Linked DNA regions of Mus musculus: regions 1, 2, 3, 5, 6 and 7 are each linked to region 4. A link is a contact called in public promoter capture Hi-C and targeted proximity ligation data. All regions are on one chromosome and are shown on one strand. The core of a region is the stretch at or near the end of the contact, and the rest is flanking DNA. Distances in the headings are between cores, read along the strand shown.

Region 1 (2,700 bases), core at 140-2,639, 830 kb before region 4:
TGTATGCACATTCATATATGTGTAGATACACATGTGTGCAGGCGAATGTGTACCTGCCCAAGGTTGATACTGACTCTCTGTTGCTCTTTGTCTTCTACACTGAGGCAAGGGTTCTCACTAAACCTAGTACTTGCTATTTCAGCTGGTCTAGCTAGCCACCTTGCTCTGAGGATCACATCTCTACCTCCCACATGCTGAGATTTCAGGTGGCCACCTTGCCCACCTGGCTCTTAATGGATCCTGGTCAGTCTTCACACTCGTGCATCAAGTGACCCACTGACCCATCTCCCCAGCCCCTATTTCTTGGCATTTCTCAAAACTCCAGGAGATGCGTGCGGCCCCCTGGTTTCATGTGCTGTGCATTCAGGTGTGCCAATAATCCAATTGGTTTCAGGTCAGTAGCCAGTAGCGCTGGGCTGTGTCACCCTGATAACAGTCACCCTCCATCTTCTGCGGTTCACATGTGTTTGCATGTGCTAAGCCTAGCCTGGCTGGCTCCTTTCTGTGCCCGACCAGATGTTAAATGCACTGGAGTGTGTGGCCTGGATTATCAGCATCACCCTGACTCACTTAGCATGGTGGAGACCTTTTCCTGCACCTTTGAGTCACCCAGGCAACTCTGAAGGTGTCCAGGATGCACCTGAGCCCAGTAAGGTGACAACCTCTGGAAATAGGTCTGGGGTGTGAAACTCAGCAGATGTCCAAGTATTCAGAGCTGACCAAAGTTCATCATGCCTGTCTGTCCTCAGGAGAAGAATCACAACACAACCAGCTGGCCAGGTCAGAGCTGAGAGTCTGGACTTCCACCAGCTCCAAGGAGAAGCAGTGCTTAATCTCCAGGGACCACACAAAAACCAATAAGGGAACGAATACAGCTCCTCTGAGCGTGTGCTCTTGCAGCCTGGAAAGTTCCCTATACAGTTGCTATCTCCTGTGAGATTGGCTAACACATGTAGCTAGGAAACCTAAAAAGGGGTGAGGTCACATAGAGTCAAGAACTCCTACCTCTCCACCCCTTTATTCCCACCACCACCCCCCCCTTCCTGCCATCAGAGGAAAAACTCTTCCATCTATCCAAGTGACTGTCTACTGCTTACTCCAGGGGGAGACACAAGGGTGACATCCCAAAACAAAGTCAAACCTTGCAGGACCCATTTCTGCATGCAAGGGTCTCTTCAGAGCTGCCCATCCTCTGTGGAAAGGGCTTTTGTGAGGGGCAGCAGCAAAGACAGCATCAGGCTCAGCCCCAGAACAAGCAGGAACTAATAAAGAGAAAGAGTCCCAACCGAGGCTGCAGCTCGGTGCTGGGACAACCTCCCTCTCTGAAGAGGGTACCCCACAGTGCCTGAGTCAGAGGGCTGTGAGCTCAGCCCCAGGCTGGCGGGCCGGGAGGGTGAGTCAGAGGGTGTGGAGAGAAGTGAACTTCTTCCCTGGCCAAATATGGGCTCTGTTCTGCTCTGTCTTGCCATCCTCACTGCCAGAGGCTGAAAGCTACATCTGCTCCACAGGACAGTGAGGTCCCTGACAAAAATGGAAACTATTCCTCCCTCCACTCACCCCCTCCCCTCCCAGGCCAGTGGGTGGCATTTTGCTGAACACTCTCCAAGCACCTTGCATTCCCAGCCTCTTCTCACCCAGTCTTGTTATTGATAGTGTAAAGCAGAGGCAACCATAGCGTGCTTTGAGTCTATTTTTTTTTTCTCATGATGGAGTCTTACTCCATAGGATGGGAGGCAAGAAGGAAAGAGAGTCCTCTGCCCCAAACACAACATGAAGAACATAATAGATCTGATCAACTCTTCAGTTCCTTAAATGAAGAAAGCAACAGCAACAGAGAGAGGGAGAGAGTGGGGGGGAGAGAAAGAGAGAGGGAGAGGGAGAAAGAGAGAGAGAGAAAGAGAGAGAGAGAGAGAGAGAGAGAGAGAGAGAGAGAGAGAGAGAGAGAGAGAGAGGTGTCCTCTGCCAACAGACTTAATTCCTTGAGGAAATACCTTGCATAGCATTCTTTATATGCCAGGCACTGCTCTAAATCTCAAATTAGCTCACTTACCATGAGGCTTCCCACATCTATCGTCACCACTAACCCCTGAGGACAGTGCTGCTACTATGAGACCCATTTTACAGATGAGGAGCCTAAGACTCAGTAGGTAACTACTCTAGTCATGCAGGCAGCATATGAAGCTAGCATTTCAGTCTCCAAACGCCAGTCTCACACTCAGTACCCTAAATAGAATTTGATTCATTTCTGTATCTCCGATGTCTGGTGCATGCTGGACAATATTAAATGTGGACCACATAGAGTAATTAATAAATGTATGTTTTCCAAGTAGACAGTGGATTCTGTAGCGGTGAGTTTTTAGCTACACCGTTTTTGTGCACCCAGCAGGTCATATGCTTCCAGCTACTTGCCCAGGAACTCTTTGGATTTGCAAATGGAACACACACACACACATTAGCTTATTTTTAATATGCTGTCTAGCTTAATGGCTGGGCAGTTCTAATCCTCCCACGGCTAGCATACTTTCCCTCCAGTATTCCTGGCTCAACACCTTCTAAATCTACCTTTAACTTTGCTGCCCTGTTACCTTCTGTGAGGCCCATTGGTCTTTACTGCCCAAGACACTTCTGGGCAGCCCTGTCAGGGGCTGCTTCCCTTTCCTCCTACATTTCAGATGATCTTCCCTCTGCAGCTCTTAATCT
Region 2 (2,700 bases), core at 21-2,520, 670 kb before region 4:
GGGAAGGGAACACAGGCCAGGCATGGGGGCAGGAGTCCTGCCTGAACTCCATCCCTCTGAATGCCATGAAACCTCTCAATGGAGAGAGTGAGAGGGACACTGGGCTCTGGCCAGAAGCCCGAGGTGAGGGAATTAAGAATGTGACTCACCAGAAAAGGGCGGAACTCAAGGCCTTGCTCAGTTAGCCATCTCAGTTGAGGGAGTGTTTGGACTGAATCACCTGATTTCTTTTTACAGTGAACAAGGTTTGGGCAGGGCTAAGTGCCCAGTGTTTGGAGTCAAGCTCACGCAGGTCCTGAATTCCCTCAAACACGCGATTGGTGGTCAAGATAACCTTTCTGGGGCAGGGTCCCCACTCCACAGGGTAACGGGCCTCACAGTGCTCCATGGTGTCCTTCCACTTTCCCATCTCCTAGGCTGGCCACTCACCTCCTGGGAAGTTTTAAGTTATCTGGTCTGTCTGCCTGTCCTTCCACAGAACTGTGCACACACACACCACTCATGCATTCCCGGTGCTTCTGTGTGATCAGCTCTGGGCTAGGTTCTAATCACATAGCCTTAAGTATAAACACGGCTCTGATCCACACAGGGCTCAGCCCCATGAACTGAGACAGCTCTTCTAGAGGCACAGGAAACGCAGAGTAAAAGGTAAAAGGCCAAGGGAAGGGAACCTGACCTGGGAGTTACAATGCAGGGATGAGGCAGGAAAGAGGAGGTGTTTCCTGGCCTTGATCCTGGGGTCAAGGAGTGTTGGCAGGACATGGGCTGTCCCTGGACAGTGTGCAGCCCATTTGCAGGGACAGTAAGCTTGAGAACAGGAATTCATTTTGAAATGCTAAATGTGTCCTGTACAGTCAGGCATAGGAGCGCTCTTTCTTCTCTCCTCCCTCCCTTCCTCCTTTCCTTCCTTCCTTTTGCCTGGAATCTGGCTGCGTAGCCCCCCACCTGCTCACCCCAGCTCGACCGATGTACTTTGGAATTCCTAAGTATGAGATGGTGATGGAGACATCCACACATTCCAGACTTTAGAAACGGAGACTGTCATCCCCTAGGCTTCCCAGACATGGACGTGCACAACAGGGGGCTTCTGGAGTGAACCTCCCTGAGAGGCGAGCCCCGAGCCCCGTCCCTGACGACCAGACCTTGGGTGCAGTGGACTCCTGAGAACAGCGTCTACCTCCTTCTGCCAGACAGTGAATAAGCAGTGGAGAGGGAAGTGGAGAGTGAGGGGGGAGGACTTCCTGATGACATCAGTGGCTTTAGTCAGTAAATGAGGGCATTCTGAGAATGGCTGACGGAATTAACCACACCACTGAGCTGCAGAGGAGGCGCCCACACTCATGTTGATGGGATGGGATGGAGCCTGGTGATGTCTGTGTCATGCAGAGACAGGCTCTGGGAACAGGGATATAAATCAAGTATCCGAGGGGAGCGAGGTGACCCGACAACAAAGATACAAACTGGAAAATGGAAGAGCCAAGACAAGTGTATATGCCTACAATCCCAGCACCCGAGGCTGAGGCAAGACTGAGCTACACAGAAAGTTCTAGGCTAGGCTAGGCTATATAGTGAGACATCTCCAAAAGAGCGGCAAAGGCCTAGCAGTCGGCTCCCCTAGTGCTGACACTGTCCAGGTGACGGCACAAGGCTTTTCCTGCAAACAGATGAACGTGGAGTTCTTGTCTGTCTGCAGGCATCCTGGCACAGTGAAAATCAAGGCCACTGAATGCCACGGGCAAAGGATTGTGCTCCAGGTCTCATCACGCAGCACTTGCTGTTCTAGACCACAGTTAACCAGTCCTGTCTCCTCACACAAGGCGGCTCAACCAGAGACATGGTGAGAACAACACTGAAGAGCATGCGAGAACCTTTGAGAGACTTCCTGGAGGAGAGGCAGGACAGGAACCAGGGCACAGCCTTGTTTCCCACCCCACCCCACCCCACAGAAACGAACAAGTTTTTAAACTAAAAAGGGTAAGAAAAGGCCATGATGCCACGGGCTTGAATCAGGGCATTCCTGCTCCGAGAAACAACACTACCCAAGCGTTAGGCCATAATCCCCAGGACATCCTGGTGAGCAAGTCAGGTGTGGCAACACCTTCAACATCATCAACTCATCCCCAGGAAGGGCTCAGACTCACAGACCTGGAAGGAGAGGCTGGTCCTGTGCCTGGGTCAGCCACAGGGCAGAGCATTCCTTATTGCGAGTCTATGCTAAGGAGAGGTCTCAGGGTGCAGAGGGTCCCAGGGGCATCGGGGATTCGGGGCCTCAGCCTCAGCTCAGGATCACACAATGCTGAGTATGGAGAGATGCAGATTTGGGTCCTAAGAATATCAAGGTTTGGCCCATAAGCTCTAGGAAGCAGCTGTATAGACAGATACCTCTGGCATTAGAGCTGGGTAGATTCCTGACATAGTTACACTCAGAGAGTAACTGTGTCCCATCGCCTCCAAGTCCAGGGTGATGTGTCACAAAACAGTGAGGTACACATGATGACTGTTTGCCATAAGGGCCCCACAGCTGTGAGTTCACACTGTACACCAGCAAACTTCCTGTCAGGCCTGTGCTTCTGCCCGCCTGTGTGCAGCTGTGCACATGTGTATATGCTGTGGGAGTCAGAGGTCATCCCTGTCGTTCTCCTCAGGGTCCACTGTACTAGTTATTTATTTCTGACAGACTCTTTCACTGGCCTAATTCTT
Region 3 (2,700 bases), core at 160-2,659, 620 kb before region 4:
TTAAATGCGTGCACCACCACACCCGGCTTTTACTTTTATTATAAGTGATTACACATAAGGCATTGCATAAACATGCTTGGTTAGTGGTTACATTGCAATCCAGCAGTAGTATGATGCAGATATTCAGTGTCTTAATAATTGAACTGGAAAATTATAAAAGTGGGCTTCAGGAGGAGGCCAAAGTGAACTACAGTGACTCATCGCCAGGGCCATCCTGACCTGAGCCTTCACTGAGATGTGCTCTTGACAAGAGAATGGTGCAGAGAATGACAAGATGTTTCCCTTCACAGGGTTCCACTAGTGAGGAGCCACAAAGAGCAGAAAACTAAGATACCAGCCGATCTTCTTTTGGAAACTGTGCTGAGATCAGAATGCACAAGCATACTTGCGATGTACCTACCAGTCACTGCTCTCGCTTACTGGCCACTCCTCCAGCTCCAGGCACTGCTCCAGATTATTCCTTTTATCCCCCGTGAACATCTTATAATGTCCCAATTCTCATGTCAGGGATGAAAAGACCAAGGAGCGGAAAAGGTTACATAACTTGCCGCCTCTCACGGTTGGTGGGCTGGAAAGGAACTCCCTGCTCTCCGACTGCACTCTGAGTGACGCATCGTCTCTACTTGACATTTTGGGGCTCTGTCCCAAGTACTCTGTAGGGTCCTAACAAAATGGTTCACATATTTTCCTGATGTTTCACACAGCTAATTACACAACCAATTAGTTTCCCAACCAAAAGATAGCATCTACGGTTTCTGCCTCTACTTCAGTCTGCTTAAGTTCATGGTAGAGATGAAAATGAAATCGGCCCCCAGCCTACATGTTTATCATCTTTTGGAGGTTCTCACAGGACAGATTTCCTGCTTAAAAACCTTTTAGCCAGACTGCTGCTTCTTGTTTTGACAGTCCAATCTTATTAGATCATGTTCTAGCACAATGCGGGCCTTGCTCAATACTCTGAAATTTCAGACCTACCAAAGCTATGAGCAACTTTTTGATTGAGAAGTCCACGACCTCATGTGAAACCAGAGTCATGGGAATTGGAAGAAATGCACAAAACCCCTGCGATGGTAAAGTGAAATATGACAACGGTGGAGTGACGTGACCCACAGTTCCAGGAGACATGCTTCCTCACGGTCATGACTACATGACAGCGTCTCTAAGGACTCCATGTGCTGGCCTGCTTTCAGCAGTGTTCAAATCGCCCTCACGTGGTTGGCAGGTGGCCAGAGAATAATGAGGTGGTAGGAAAAGGGCAGATTTTGCCAACGGAGGTTAGGTAGTCTAAATGGAACCAAGAGAGGGGCTGGCCATACAACGGGTGAGAAAAGGGTGTGTAAGGGGTGGGGGCAAACGGCTTACTGATGCAGTGATTTGCAAAGACTTGTTCACATTACCTCTGTACTATGGACTCATGACTCAGTTTTCAAGCCAGTGGAAGCCAAACAGGTATCTCGTTTCCCCTCTGCAGCTCCACACTCCCTTCCCCACAGACAGCCTAGCTTCAAACCTATGAGCAGCCAAAAGGGGACAACTAAGGATATGTTTAGCATGTACACTGCTGGGAACCATGGGGCAGAGGGAGAAGAGCTGTGACACAGAAACACCAGCAGGTAGGGATCGTCTTCAACTGTGTGACTTTACAAGAGGATTGATCAAAGAATGCTGCCCTTAGGAATTATATCTTAAAGCACACTGTAGGCCTGAGACTCAGTATTTGGCAACTTGTTAAAATTAGGTCAGGAGTGTGATGAGGAGAATTTGTACTTTTCACTTTTATTGTAGAGAAAATGGCACAGGACTCTGTAGGAACACTGTTAAACCTGCATCCAGGAAGTAGGCCAGGCTGAAGCTACGTCAAGGTAGAAGGGTCAATGAGGGACCTCCATGTCACTGAGGCAGACAGCCTCTACACGGCAGCCTGTGCTGTCAGAGACAGTACTAAAAGAAGCTGGAAATGCTGATTCTGATGGGAACCCTTCTAACTGGTGTATGTTGCAACCGAAGATACATGTGTATACAACTCCCCTGGCCAACCCAAACACATCTGTGGCTGGAACCAGCACACTGAGAGCTGGTGTCTGACCTTGGTGACCACAGTGATGACTCTTAACCCTTACAGCACAGAGAGGAAACAAGCGCTGGCTTGTCTTCCATAAAGTCACTTACACCGCTGCCTGGTCAAAAGACTCTTTGTAAGTCCAGCCTGTGGGACCTGCAGAGAGGTCCAAGAAGGCCATGGGCCTCCTTCACTAACAATGCCAAGCCTGTCGCTGTTGAGAGAGGGAGGTATTCTGAGGTCTTTGGGAGAATTTAGAAAGGTGTCAGTCAGGAAGATGAGGTGTTTGGTGGCTTCATACTGAGTTATGACCACCTGCTCTGAGCTCTCTAACTGCTTATTTAAAACTGCAGGGTTTGTTTCTTGTTGCCATGAGTGCCAAAGGAGCCCAACAGACATGTCATATAGGGCTGTCAACTGGCAGCTCAAAAGGTCTCCTGGAAAATTTCATTCGGCTACAAAGAGAAGACTGCATCCCCCTATGATCAGACACTTTAGCATCCAAGTCTGGATGCTTGCTTGCCCACTGTGCCTATGATAAACCAGACATTTTTCTACGTCGTGCTTCCAAAGCCCTATCTCCTGGCTGTCAGACTTCTTTTTCTTTTTTAAAGTCATTTTCATTTATGCGTATGTATCTG
Region 4 (2,700 bases), core at 9-2,508:
TGTTTGTTTTGTTTTAAGGGAACTGATGCGGACAAGGACTAAGAAAAGATGTCAGCTTTCAAATCTGTTAGTGCTGTCATAGTAGCTAGTTTGATTATTCCCTCCATGAATATGAGCCCTAATATCTCCAACTGTACTATAACACTGTCTGGATTCTTGAAGTCTTAACTTCTTCAGTAACACTGTTCCTTCTGAGTTTCCCCGTCACGTTCCCCGTTAATCCATGGGATTGCAGCTCAAAATCAAGGGTTAACTGTCATTTATTTGCCATCCAGAATGGACGCTGAATTGCAAATTCTGTTAAATAAATAAGAAAAACTTAGGAAAGAAGCTAGCAACTGTTCAGCATTGTACACTGCACCAGCCTGCATAACAAAGAGATGTAACCACAAACTTGTATCCTAGGATTCCAGGGTTACCCTCTGCAGGTCTTACAGGGTTACTTGATTTTCCATCTTTTTCTTGGAAGTCCTCCTTGTGGGATTAGGTTTTAGGGTAAGAGTGTAGCGGTATGGGACTTACACATCTTCGGTTGTCACTGCCCCTTGCATTTCTTTTAGGTCATGAAAGTCTACACGTTTTAACACTATATTGTTGTTTGTTTGTTTGTAAGAAGGGTATTTTTTTTTTTTTGGCCTAGCCTCAAACTCATAATGTAATGGAGAATATCTGTCTCCCCCAACATATGCCACCGTATGAGACTTAACGAGAAGACTAGTAACAATGGTTAAAGAAATAAAATGACGTAGGAGGTGGAATAGAATGAGCCTGCTTATCTGTAAAATCAGGCTAAAATAATCACTAATATCTGAGTTACTCTGCAAACTAAAGATAATGGACAAATTACTGTTAAGGTTAGGGACGACAGAGTCATAAAAACGTTAGCTTTAGATCCATGACAATGACAGTCCTAGGTACTTTTTATTTCTTCATGCAACTTTCTACGCTGGGTCCTGGTTGCGCCCCACACAATCATCTCCGCCAGATCAAGCAGAGAGGACTGCATCGGGACCCGGGTTCAAGGGCGGGCTCCCTTCACTGTGTCCCCCAAGTCCTTGATCAGCCTGGCCCACGGGGCCCCTCGGCTTCCGTCCCCGAGCCCCGGGTCCCCTCTCCCCACCTGTGGATACACCATGACTCGAGGTGGCGCAGCGCGCGCTTATACAGCCGCAGCACCTTCTGCTGGTGGGTCAGGTAGGCCGGGGGAGCGCAGAACGCCATAGCGTCCGGCTCACCTTCAGCGGCCGCCGCGGGGGCTGCCGGGAACCCGGAAGCGGGCGGTTGTGAGGCGGAACCGGAAGGACGAGCGTGCTCTGAGCCACTTCCGCTTTTCCCTGGGAGGAGCCTGCCGCGCCGTCATGAGTCTCTTCAAGTTCGTGGGTAAGGGCAGGTTTGTCTTGGTCGTGAGCCTCGCTGACAGTCCCGGGTCCCCTTTTCGCGGCATGGCCTTTCCAGGGCACGGAAGATGCCCGGAGGCCTCGCGTGCTGGCAATGACTGATCTGGTTCTTGCTGGAGGATGGTTTCCCTAGTGCATGTTCATTTATGAGCATTCCCGGGCAATGAATCATTGTGACTTGTGCTTTTTTTGTGTGTGTTTAATTCAACTGGAAAGAGAGGAATAGGTGTGGGGTGTGCTTCAGCCGTAGACTGATCGCCTAGCATGGGCTAGTCCCCGAGTCCTCCCATCTCTCAAAAAGCACCGCCCCCCAAGCCAATCACTTTTCTTCTGTCTTTCGTGAACTCTTCTACATGGCCGGCCTGACAGTCCCTCCAAGGTACCGGTTCACTCAGTCATCCCTTCATACCACAGACAACTCTGGGAGGCTTGACATTGAGTCCCGGGAATGTGGCCAAGTCCTGCTCACAGGCCATCTAGACATAAACGGGAGTCCTCAGACGGGAGGGGGTGGCAAATTGTGTCGCCTCGCAAGTTCCACGATCCATCCGACAGCTGGAGAGTGCGGCAAGGATTCAAAATGGGGGACATTGTAAGAGTCAGGGTTGGAAGGATAACTTGGAACCCTAAAGTCTCGATTACTTAAATTTCACTTCTATTGGGAGTGGCGTTCCAATGAAGGCTTTTCAGCAAATCTTTGAGTGCCAGTTGTACGGAAAGAGTCTTGCCTTCTGGGATACCGATGTGGGTAGTCTCAGTATGAACCTCGTCGTTGTGGACTTTCCCTGCTATTTAAGGGTGGGAAGTGACAGGGAGGAGGTTACCCTGATAGTCGTTTTGTAGATTTTGTGGCAGATAAGGGGACGAATGTAAGTATTTCAGGTTTTGCAAACAGGGAAAAGAATAGAAAAAGAGAAATGGGATGGTTGTGCATAGCATTTAGCACTGACTGTTCATGCCTGTTGTGGGAAGTGAAGACCCAAAGATGGCAGGTTAAGAAATACCTAGGCCATCTGGATCTAATAGATTAGGTCCATTCGTGAGTTAAAGGACATCCAAATAGAGACATCCTCCGAGCACTCAAAAGTGGAATCAGGAGAGTGGTTAAGGTTATACAGTAAAATCTGAGAGACACCTTAAGCAATATATTTTCCCAAGACACTGTATTTAAATATGGAGTTGTGAGAAATCTAGTCGTGAGTTAGTTTCCACACCAGAGACGTGAGGCCTATGGCCAGTCAAAGCAAACGTGGGGAGAATGTTAGCAGGTTTTTCAAAAACTCTGTGAGAAAGCCTGAAGTGA
Region 5 (2,820 bases), core at 321-2,820, 800 kb after region 4:
TACCTCAAATCAAAATGGGCCAGGGCTGGAAAGGTTAGAAGTTCAATGGAATCTGTTCCTATTGAATTGGGACATTTATATCTCTTGTTTAACAAAGCTTTTTATTTATTTATTTTTAATGCCAAATGGCCTCTGTATCAATTAAGAATGACAGAGGTGATTTATCTGTTACGTAGACAGCCACCCTGGGCTACTCCATGGTGATCTTGATGGCTTTGTTTGGGGCAGAGGTTGTCAGTCTTCCACCACCAGCTGCCACAGAGGGTCCTATCATCGGCCTTATGTCAGACCCAGAAGGTCTGAGAGATTTTTCTGCGGAGGAGGAATTCTGGGGAGCTGAGGTACCTTTGCAAGGCAGGGTAGAGCAGTCAACCCGTGTCCACAGTTTGGACTGGGCTCTGGCAGTGGGTGAGGGATGGGGTAGTTCTTTGCCAAGTGGCCAGTTAGCATCTGGGAAGCAGGTCCAGGTGGAGTCTGTTACTGCTCATCTTCCTCAGCTGAGGCTAGCAGAGCTGGTATTGTCTGCCGGGGGAAGCCATTTTCATGAAACACCTTAAAATGTCAGTCAGAAGCCGGGCGTGGTGGCACACGCCTTTAATCCCAGCACTTGGGAGGCAGAGACAGGCAGATTTCTGAGTTCGAGGCCAAGCCTGGTCTACAGAGTGAGTTCCAGGACAGCCAGGGTTATACAGAGAAACCCTGTCCCGAAAAACAAAACAAAACAAAAAAAAAATAAATAAATAAGTAAATAAATAAAATAAAAATGTCAGTCAGCAGATCTCTTTGAGGGGTTTGAGAGCCATCATATAATCTATTATGTATACCCCTAATTAAAAAAAAAATGTTGCATTTAATTACTTTTTTTACGCTTAACCTTGACAAAATAGACACAGCAAAAGCTTGTCTCTGTAAATGAATTACATTTGTACCTAGCACGACTACAAACCATTCTGAGCACAGGAAAGAATTTGATCATTTATAAGGTGACTGGCCATTAACTTTATGTCGTAATTACTTTACAAGTTAGCTTTTTTTTTTTTTAATCCCGGGTAAGTTTATATGACTCATTCTATCCCAATAGCTGTTGCCAGTTCTTTTAGCTGTCTTTAAGGACCATTATATTTTCTTTCTTTCGTGCAGTTTATTTTTGTTAGTTCATCAATAAAAACCTCTTCAAGTCTCAAAGTCAAACCTATCGGAGGCAAAGTGCTTGGTTTAAGGACCTTTTTTTTCTGGCGTTTGAAGCCTAGATGGCGGGAAGCCGCCGGCAGGGAGCCAAAGGGCCCTTCCGCCTCCACGCGCCAAAATTCCAAACAAGACGCTGCACCGCTCTCTCCGTCTCCTTCCACTGAGGGCGGAGAGCCGGAACTACAGCTGGAAGAACGACGTCGCAAATTCCTGTGAGGGGGCTCGACGCGGTTCGCTGGCGCCTCGGTTCGCGTCGGCTCCGGTTCCCGCGCTCTTCGGATTGGAGGAGAATTTCGGGTTCGTCGATCTGGGGGTGGGGTCAGGAGGCGTGGCCGGCGGCGGAGGGATTCGGCGCGCGTACGCTGCGGCCGCTGGGCGCGCAGTTTGTGGCGCCAGAATTCAGAGCGCGTGAGCGCCTGAGCAGCCTCCTCCGGAGCCAGGTTCTCCACTTCCCCCGCCTCGGGTTCCGGCTTCTGCAAGCGGGGCACCATGGTGGTCCTCCGCAGCAGCCTGGAGCTGCACAGTCGCTCCACCACCTCCTCGGCCACCGACTCTCTGGACCTGTCCAGTGAGTTCCTCAGCCTGCAGGACAGCGGCGGGAGGCGGCCCAGATTGCGCCGAGCCGGGAGGAAATCGACGGCGTCCAAGGCGGCGGGCGTGAGTACCGACCTAGGGCGGGGAGCTTTGGGCCCCGGGTTGGAGACGCGCGCCCCGCTCTGGGGTAGTGGGCTGTCGTGGACCAGCGAGGTGGAAGGTTCTGGAAAGACAGAACTGGCTGGAAGCGGGCAGAGCAAGTTGGTCGCCACCTCTTTCTACGCAAGAGGAAACCTAGAGCCGAAGCGCTGCGTAGGGCCGAGCGGAGGAGCTTTGGGCCGACCTTGTGCTCCCCCCATCACCTCCTTCCCGGTTCCTTCCCCGGGTCGCGTCAGTCAGGGGAGTGCGAACCCCCTGACTGCTGGAGCGCGTGCACGGGAGCATCTTGAGTTGTGGGCCCAGACAGTAAAGAGTCCACTGACCTCCATGTACGGTCCAGGGAGGTTCCATCGTGAGACTCAAGCGAAGTAAAATATCAGGTTGCATAATATGGAGGGACGAACGGCGACATTGCGTGGTTGCACTTTAAGTCTCTTGACAAGCCTTAGAGGACCTTCTGGTTGGTGGTTATCGGTGTGACAGATGAAGACATGGGCTCCAGAAAGGTAAACAGAGAGTGGTAGACAGTTCTGGAATTGGAACTTCGGTTTTTTGTGCCTCCCACAGCTTTCCTTTTCTGGCAGCTTCATGCTGCATTTACAGTCTCTGTAGTGGGAGGTTTGCAAATGCTTCTTGCCCATCACTGGGACCAGTGCGGAGAGATTACACATCGCCCGGCTTCGGCGGTGGTGGAAGGGGGACAGCGGGGACAGCGTTCACCAAAAAGGTTGAGGTTGAGGAAGAAACACTAAAGTTTCCGAAACCGGTAGTGATGGTCCGGTTGCAGTGAGGGAGTAGGAAAACAGACGCGTAGCTGGTCAGGAGACTGGAAGTCTGATCAGGAGCGCTGCGCTGGGAGTGACACAGCAGTGTCCACTTAGTTCAGACAACCCTAATCTTGTATTGGCACTATATAAAGTGAATCACTTGTAGACAGAC
Region 6 (2,837 bases), core at 152-2,651, 840 kb after region 4:
AACTCAGAAATCTGCCTGCCTCTGCCTCCCAAGTGCTGGGATTAAAGGCGTGGGCCACCACGCCCGGCTCAAAAATACATTTCTTAAAGTTGAAATCATTTGCTTCTTCCATAATGGGACGTTGAAACTTCTGCTTTCGGAACAGCGTGTGTTGGAAAGCTTGTTTGAGAATGGCTACTAGAGTTTAAGAGGCTATGTATGGAGTTTGTTGGGGATGTAGTGATGGTGGTAAGGATCAGACCTAGGGCCCAGTGTACACTTAAGCACATGCCTAACTCAAGAGTTTAGATTTTAGTATAGTTTAAAGTTGAGCTGCCTTTTCTTATGTAGCTATTTAAAATATTTCTGAAGTTCAGTAATTTGGATGCCTTCATTAGTAGATGCTGTCCTATATACCTATTAAAAATGCCAAACACTGATAACATTGAACATGTTCATATTGATAGAGATAATATTGTATAGGTCTAGTGTGTATGGATCTGGGATCTCCGCCCTTGAGGCAGAGACGGGAAGATCAGGAGTTCAAGGTCTTAGCTACATAGTAAGTTTGAAGCCAGCCTGGCTACTTGAGACTCTGTCTCACAAAAGCAAATAAACAAAGGATTATGCTTAATAGTTTTCATTGAAGTTTATTATAACTTATTTCAGATGTGTCCTTTTATTGTACATTTTGTATAATAAATGTTGAAGTTGAAAACTGTTACTCGTTTCTAGTTCTTGTGTGAGTTCATACGTGCCATAACTTTTGTGTGGGAGCAGAGGACAGCTCTGTGACGTCTTTCTTTGCTTCCATGCTTATATGATGTGAATCTAGGGAATCAAACTAGATTACTGGGGTTGTATGTGTACATGTGTGTATGCGTTCATGTGTGTGTCTGTGTGCATATGCAAATATATTCTCTTATTTTGTTACAACATTTTACATTTTCAAGATAAAACACAATTCCAAAATACAACTAACCCAGTTTCAGTTCCTGTCTTTAAGTTTTAACCCAGGGTCATGTCTGATGTTAATTACTGTATCTGTGTTACCATGTCTGATGTTAATTACTGTATCTGTGTTGTTATGTGATGTTAATTACTGTATCTGTGTTGCCATGGAGCAGTCAGTACCAGTGGTGAGCACTGTGTGGGGTTTCTAGCCACTACACCTAGTCCTAGAAGAGGGAGGGCAGGAAGTCATTACTGAAACTGCAAACACCCTAACCTCTCTCTGTGTCCTCTTGCTATATCTCAGTAGCTCACCCAGGAATAGTAATTCCATCTGTAATAAATAGACTTGGTGGATGCACAGATCCTCTACCTTGAAGCCTTGTCAGAGTAGAATGGTAGGAAGTATCTTCTCCATGGGCGCATTTCCACAGGCCCAGTCATCAATAACTTTGTATCTGTCATATGCTCAGAAGCTGCAGTTTCTATTTACTTTCTAGCTGTACCTTGCCCTTATCCGGGAGCATTATAACAGTCCTAAATGTTTCCTCCAAAAGAACACAGTCACTGAAGGCTATGAAAAAAAGCACACAATAATTGTTGGTTAATTCAATCAATATTGTTGACTGGAGGAGGCCTGTGCTAAAACCAAATCATATTAGCAGAATGCTGGAGGAGTTTTGATTGGAAGTGATGATAACGAAGGGAGAATCATTTAAACCCATCTTAATGTGGATCTCGGGATGGGAAGTGTCCAGAGACTGACTGTAAGATGAGGAAGGAGGGCTGGTGAGATGGCTCAGCAGTTAAGAGCACTGACTGTTCTTCTGGAGGTCATGAGTTCAAATCTCAGCAACCATATGGTGGCTCACAACCATCTGTAATGAGAAACAAAGAACCTATGGGCTGGAGCAAGAGGGGGGAGGGGGAGGGGGAGGGGGCAGCGGCAAAGAATAACAAAATAAAAAAGATGAGAAAGGAGATTAAATGTGTTTTTAATTGGTTTATCTTAAGGAGAATAGCCCACTTTGGGATAGGAGTGCTACAAATTACAAACCAAGAGAAAGGAGAACATCTTTTTTTAAAAGTTAGAAGTTTGTTTTAGTATGTGTATGAGAGGAGATTTTATATATATACAGAGAGAGGGGAGATATTTGAGTGTCCCCAGAGAGCACACCCTTGGAGGTGTTTATGAGCTAACCAGTGTGGGTGCTGGGATCTAAACTCTAAACCTCATTATAGAGTGAGCAGCAGGTGCTCTGAGCTGCCTGGTCCCCAGTCCCCCAGAAGATGATTTTGATTTTGTTGTTGACTTTTAGGAAGAAAAGTATCATTATTGAAATGGGGGCGGAATGGGTTTCAAATTCCCTGCTGCAAGCTGATATTACCAAAGGGGTTGGTGATATCCTGTGTGTAACCTGCTCTGCTGCTGCTCCTCCTCCTTCCCCTCCCCCTCATTCTTTCTCATTCTCTTTTTCCTCCTCTTCATTTTTCTTCTCTTCCTCTCTTAAATGTTATTGTTTTTTATTTCGTGTGTATAGATGTTTTGCCTGCACGTGTCTTGTACAGCAATTGCATACTATGCCCTTGAAGGCCAGCAGAGGTGGTTGGATCCCCTGTAGCTGGATGAACTGACAGCTGTGAGCGTGGGTGCCAGGAACTGAGCCTGGGTCCTCTGCAAGAGCAGCACGGGCTCTTAGCTACTGAGACATTTCTCCTTTCTCCCCTACCCTCCGTCCGTGCCTCTTGCTCACCCAGCCCATGGAGTTCTCTCTATTGATACTACATTTATTGCAGTTCACTCCAATCCTCCCATCTGCGCCTCATGTTGAAACTTCAGGTGTATGGAGCAGCCACTAGCTGGCTCAGGTCCTAGTTCTTTTTTTGTTTGTTTTGTTTTTGTTTTT
Region 7 (2,838 bases), core at 111-2,610, 720 kb after region 4:
GGTGCTGGGAGACAAAATCCAAAGAATCAGAGGTTCATCGGCCTGCCAGTACAGACAATAGAGAGCTCCAGGCTCAGTGAGTCTGACCCAAAGATAAATAGGGACAAACGTGAGCAAGGAAGACACCTGACATTGACCTCTGCCCACCGCGGGCACACAAATGCACACTCTCTCAGAGGATGGAGGAAGATGGGATGGTTATGAATGGCCAATTCTGTGCCTGGTGGTAAGGCACTGGGCTGAGATGTCTCTAGACTAAAAGGGAGTTATGTTCTGCATAACAGGGAGGATCGCTCTGAGTTGAGAAGTAGCATAAGACCCTAGGTAATCACGGACTTAACCCTCTCTGAGGACCCCACAGCCTTTCACCTGAAAAACAGACTGGCCACCCCCTCGTGTTAGGAGAGATAAGCTCTTAACAGACTCTCTTCCCTTTCTGAAGCGGCCGTGAAACCCAGGAGGACTTTATAGCTAGAAATCAGAGAACACCAGGAATTGAACTCTGCGTAAAGGAAGAGAAAGAAGGGTTCCTGTGGTTCCACAGCCAAAAAAGCCCAACCCTGGGGCACTGGAGCAGCGAGTGTAGCCTGAGACTCCTTCCTGACTCCACGACCCTGGAGGCTTTGTTCTGAGCCAGGCGCCTCGACGCCAGCGCTGCTTGCCCAGAGTCCCTCAGAGTGGGACCCAAGACTGTCTCAGCTCTTCACTTCAACGCCATGGGGTCCGGACGCTGCGGGGGCCTCTTCTTTCCCCTTCCTTTGCCACTGGGGTAGTCGAGCTTGACAGCAAACGCATCAAATGACAGCTTTAAGGCGGAAGGAGTGGGGGTAGTCCCTCCCCGCCCCTACCGCACTGGGTCCCCTCTTTCACTTAGCACACCCTGGCGCCTGGAGTCGGTACTGGCAGTAAGAGAGGTTCAAAGAATGCACCCCTACCCGTCCCCAGACGTTCTGGCCTCCCCCAAGGCTGATCTGCCTGCAAAGATCGGTCCCGCAGCTTCCAGACCCTCTGGGACTGACAGTTCCCAACTCTCTAGGCTTCCTTGCTACACCCTGCTTGTCCGGGACCCGTAGAGGGGACCTAGTGCCGAGTGCAAGACCAGGATCTTGGTGGCGACAGCTACGCCTGATGGGGGAGTAGGGGAGGTGCAGAGGTGCCAGGGCACCGAGGGTCAGCGGGACATCTGGCCTGGCCATGCGGCTTCAAGTTTCCACGGACGCAAGGTTGTGCAACTGCGAGCAGAGCGAGAGCCGCGGGCGCCTCGGAAAACAAGGCGAGCCTATAAACAAAGCCACGTGGCCTCGGGGCGCGGGGGGGGGGGGGCGGGCTAAGAGCAGGCGGCTCTTCCGGCAACAAAGAGACGGGGCAGCGGCCCGGGATAAATACTGCGCTCGGGCAGCCGCTCAGCATTCCCAGAGTCAGGAGGCGACCTTCCCCAACGCCTGCGCCCCTGTGAGTGCAAGGATCCCCGCGCCCACCCAGGATCCGCAGCCCTCCACACTAGTTGACCCACTCTTGTCCCGGTCGCCGCCTGCGTCGTTCCCCAGCATCTTCCCAACGCGCCGCATACCCTGGGCAAGCCAGGCCGGTTCCTGGCTGTCAATCCGTCCCGTCCGTCGGTCGCGTCCGCGCTCTGTACCATGCCGTTCCTTGGGCAGGACTGGCGGTCCCCGGGCCAGAGCTGGGTGAAGACGGCGGACGGCTGGAAGCGCTTCTTGGATGAGAAAAGCGGCAGCTTCGTGAGCGACCTCAGCAGGTGAGGACATTCGCCGACTTCCAGCCCCACAAAACTGATTTTAGCTGGTCGGGGACGAGGGGGAAGTGCACACCTCAGGGGCAGGTGAAGGAGGGCAAGCAGGTCTGGGCCAGAATAAAGAGGGGGCTTCCGACTGAAGGGACAGGAGTGAGGTGCCGGGATTTCGGTAAAGGTCGCCAGAACCCGAGAGATGGGTAATTTAGTGTCTCCTCCTGATCAAGGACAGTGTCTCCCAGCAGAAAAGATCCCATACAGAACCCAGGATCCCTCAATCTGGCAATAGGGGATTATGTCCCTAAACACTTGAACACAGGCGCACAACTCATGGACTCTTCCTTTAGATCCCGCAATTGCAGTCACTGTTTTAAGTGGGTGCTAGCGACTTGGCTGTTTGCCTTTCACTGTCCTATGACAGGACCCCAAGAGTACAAGAGCGGTAGTAGTCACAAGCCGGATGACGGGCCCTGCCATGAGTGCTTGAAGGCTCTTCCCACGCGCAGTCGACGGCTGAGTGGGCCGAGAAAAAAAAAAAGTGACTGGGAGGGGCAGCCGATGGGCCCCGGGACAGCTTGCGGAGTGGGTCGTTGTGGTAACGCTTAGGGGCTGCGGAGGGAGGCAGGGAAGAAATGCAAGAACAGTGCTCTGCTTCAGGAAGGACCAGACACTTGCACCTGTTTCCTCCGTGGCCCTTTCGGTCTTTATACCGTGAGCACACTCCCATCCTTAGTGGTGCCTGCCCGCTGCAGAAAGACCACCCAGACTTGAAGTTTCACCTGAGCTCCGCTGTCTAGTGAAATCTGAGGTCAGAACAAGTGCCCACTCATAGAGTATCAGGTCAAGAATCAATCCCCAGCCTGGACAGCTGACTCCCTGAGACACCTGAGGAACCGACAGAAGTTTGTTTGGAGGCGCTGGTGCAGTTGAAGTCACCTTTCGGTGCTCTCTCCTCCCACTGTCCTTTGATTAACACACACACACACACACACACACACACACACACAACCTGCATCCCTAAGCTGACTTCAACAGAGACTTTTGTGAGTGTGCCAGGTGACGCTGAGTGAGATTTGCCAATGGTTGCT

Evidence for each region. Promoter capture Hi-C pulls out the DNA fragments that hold promoters and counts their contacts.
Region 1: a targeted proximity ligation map of pancreatic cancer cells shows a contact between it and region 4. A contact is called at or near these places in 2 of 39 promoter capture datasets (the 3T3-L1 cell line and pre-B cells) and 4 of 130 datasets of targeted methods (the SCID.adh cell line, extraembryonic endoderm stem cells, large pre-B cells and 1 more).
Region 2: a targeted proximity ligation map of pancreatic cancer cells shows a contact between it and region 4. A contact is called at or near these places in 4 of 39 promoter capture datasets (3T3-L1-derived adipocytes, embryonic stem cells and liver), 6 of 130 datasets of targeted methods (DN3 thymocytes, cardiomyocytes, embryonic stem cells and 3 more) and 2 of 9 other capture datasets (embryonic stem cells and liver).
Region 3: a promoter capture Hi-C map of liver shows a contact between it and region 4, with 2.5 times the contacts expected there. A contact is called at or near these places in 3 of 39 promoter capture datasets (the C10 cell line, liver and pre-B cells), 2 of 130 datasets of targeted methods (microglia and pancreatic cancer cells) and 1 of 9 other capture datasets (adipose tissue).
Region 5: a contact with region 4 is called in a targeted proximity ligation map of memory CD8 T cells, with 45 read pairs. A contact is called at or near these places in 11 of 39 promoter capture datasets (the 3T3-L1 cell line, the C10 cell line, the HPC-7 cell line and 8 more), 9 of 484 Hi-C or Micro-C datasets (the Ba/F3 cell line, the G1E-ER4 cell line, LSK cells and 5 more), 12 of 130 datasets of targeted methods (the 230-238 cell line, astrocytes, effector CD8 T cells and 9 more) and 3 of 9 other capture datasets (adipose tissue, embryonic stem cells and liver).
Region 6: a contact with region 4 is called in a promoter capture Hi-C map of liver, with 4 times the contacts expected there. A contact is called at or near these places in 7 of 39 promoter capture datasets (the 3T3-L1 cell line, the C10 cell line, cranial neural crest and 4 more), 2 of 130 datasets of targeted methods (astrocytes and embryonic stem cells) and 2 of 9 other capture datasets (liver and pancreatic islet).
Region 7: a contact with region 4 is called in a promoter capture Hi-C map of liver, with 2.5 times the contacts expected there. A contact is called at or near these places in 8 of 39 promoter capture datasets (the 3T3-L1 cell line, 3T3-L1-derived adipocytes, the C10 cell line and 5 more), 3 of 484 Hi-C or Micro-C datasets (CD4 T cells, effector CD8 T cells and natural killer cells), 3 of 130 datasets of targeted methods (astrocytes, large pre-B cells and pancreatic cancer cells) and 2 of 9 other capture datasets (adipose tissue and liver).

Annotation. Positions count from the first base shown.
Region 1 is chr15:59,758,505-59,761,204 of GRCm38.p6, reverse strand. No RefSeq gene overlaps it. Among named protein-coding and RNA genes, the nearest start is that of Gm19510, 35 kb to the left of the region's middle.
Region 2 is chr15:59,597,616-59,600,315 of GRCm38.p6, reverse strand. The region is part of intron 6 of Nsmce2 (NSE2/MMS21 homolog, SMC5-SMC6 complex SUMO ligase); the gene reads right to left. Among named protein-coding and RNA genes, the nearest start is that of Gm36677, 19 kb to the left of the region's middle.
Region 3 is chr15:59,548,495-59,551,194 of GRCm38.p6, reverse strand. All of the region lies in intron 4 of Nsmce2 (NSE2/MMS21 homolog, SMC5-SMC6 complex SUMO ligase), which reads right to left. Among named protein-coding and RNA genes, the nearest start is that of Gm36677, 68 kb to the left of the region's middle.
Region 4 is chr15:58,932,359-58,935,058 of GRCm38.p6, reverse strand. It overlaps Ndufb9 (NADH:ubiquinone oxidoreductase subunit B9), which reads right to left and starts at 1,258. Exons shown (of 4, transcript NM_023172.4): 1 at 1,121-1,258. The coding sequence starts at 1,221. Tatdn1 (TatD DNase domain containing 1) reads left to right here and starts at 1,321. Exons shown (of 12, transcript NM_001368428.1): 1 at 1,321-1,380. The coding sequence starts at 1,359. It overlaps Gm36559 (a long non-coding RNA gene), which reads left to right and starts at 1,783. Exons shown (of 2, transcript XR_875364.2): 1 at 1,783-2,700.
Region 5 is chr15:58,133,832-58,136,651 of GRCm38.p6, reverse strand. Atad2 (ATPase family, AAA domain containing 2) reads left to right here and starts at 1,570. Exons shown (of 28, transcript NM_027435.2): 1 at 1,570-1,845. The coding sequence starts at 1,678.
Region 6 is chr15:58,091,910-58,094,746 of GRCm38.p6, reverse strand. It overlaps Atad2 (ATPase family, AAA domain containing 2), which reads left to right. Exons shown (of 28, transcript NM_027435.2): 28 at 1-700. Among named protein-coding and RNA genes, the nearest start is that of Zhx1, 17 kb to the right of the region's middle.
Region 7 is chr15:58,213,414-58,216,251 of GRCm38.p6, reverse strand. Fbxo32 (F-box protein 32) reads left to right here and starts at 1,360. Exons shown (of 9, transcript NM_026346.3): 1 at 1,360-1,756. The coding sequence starts at 1,641.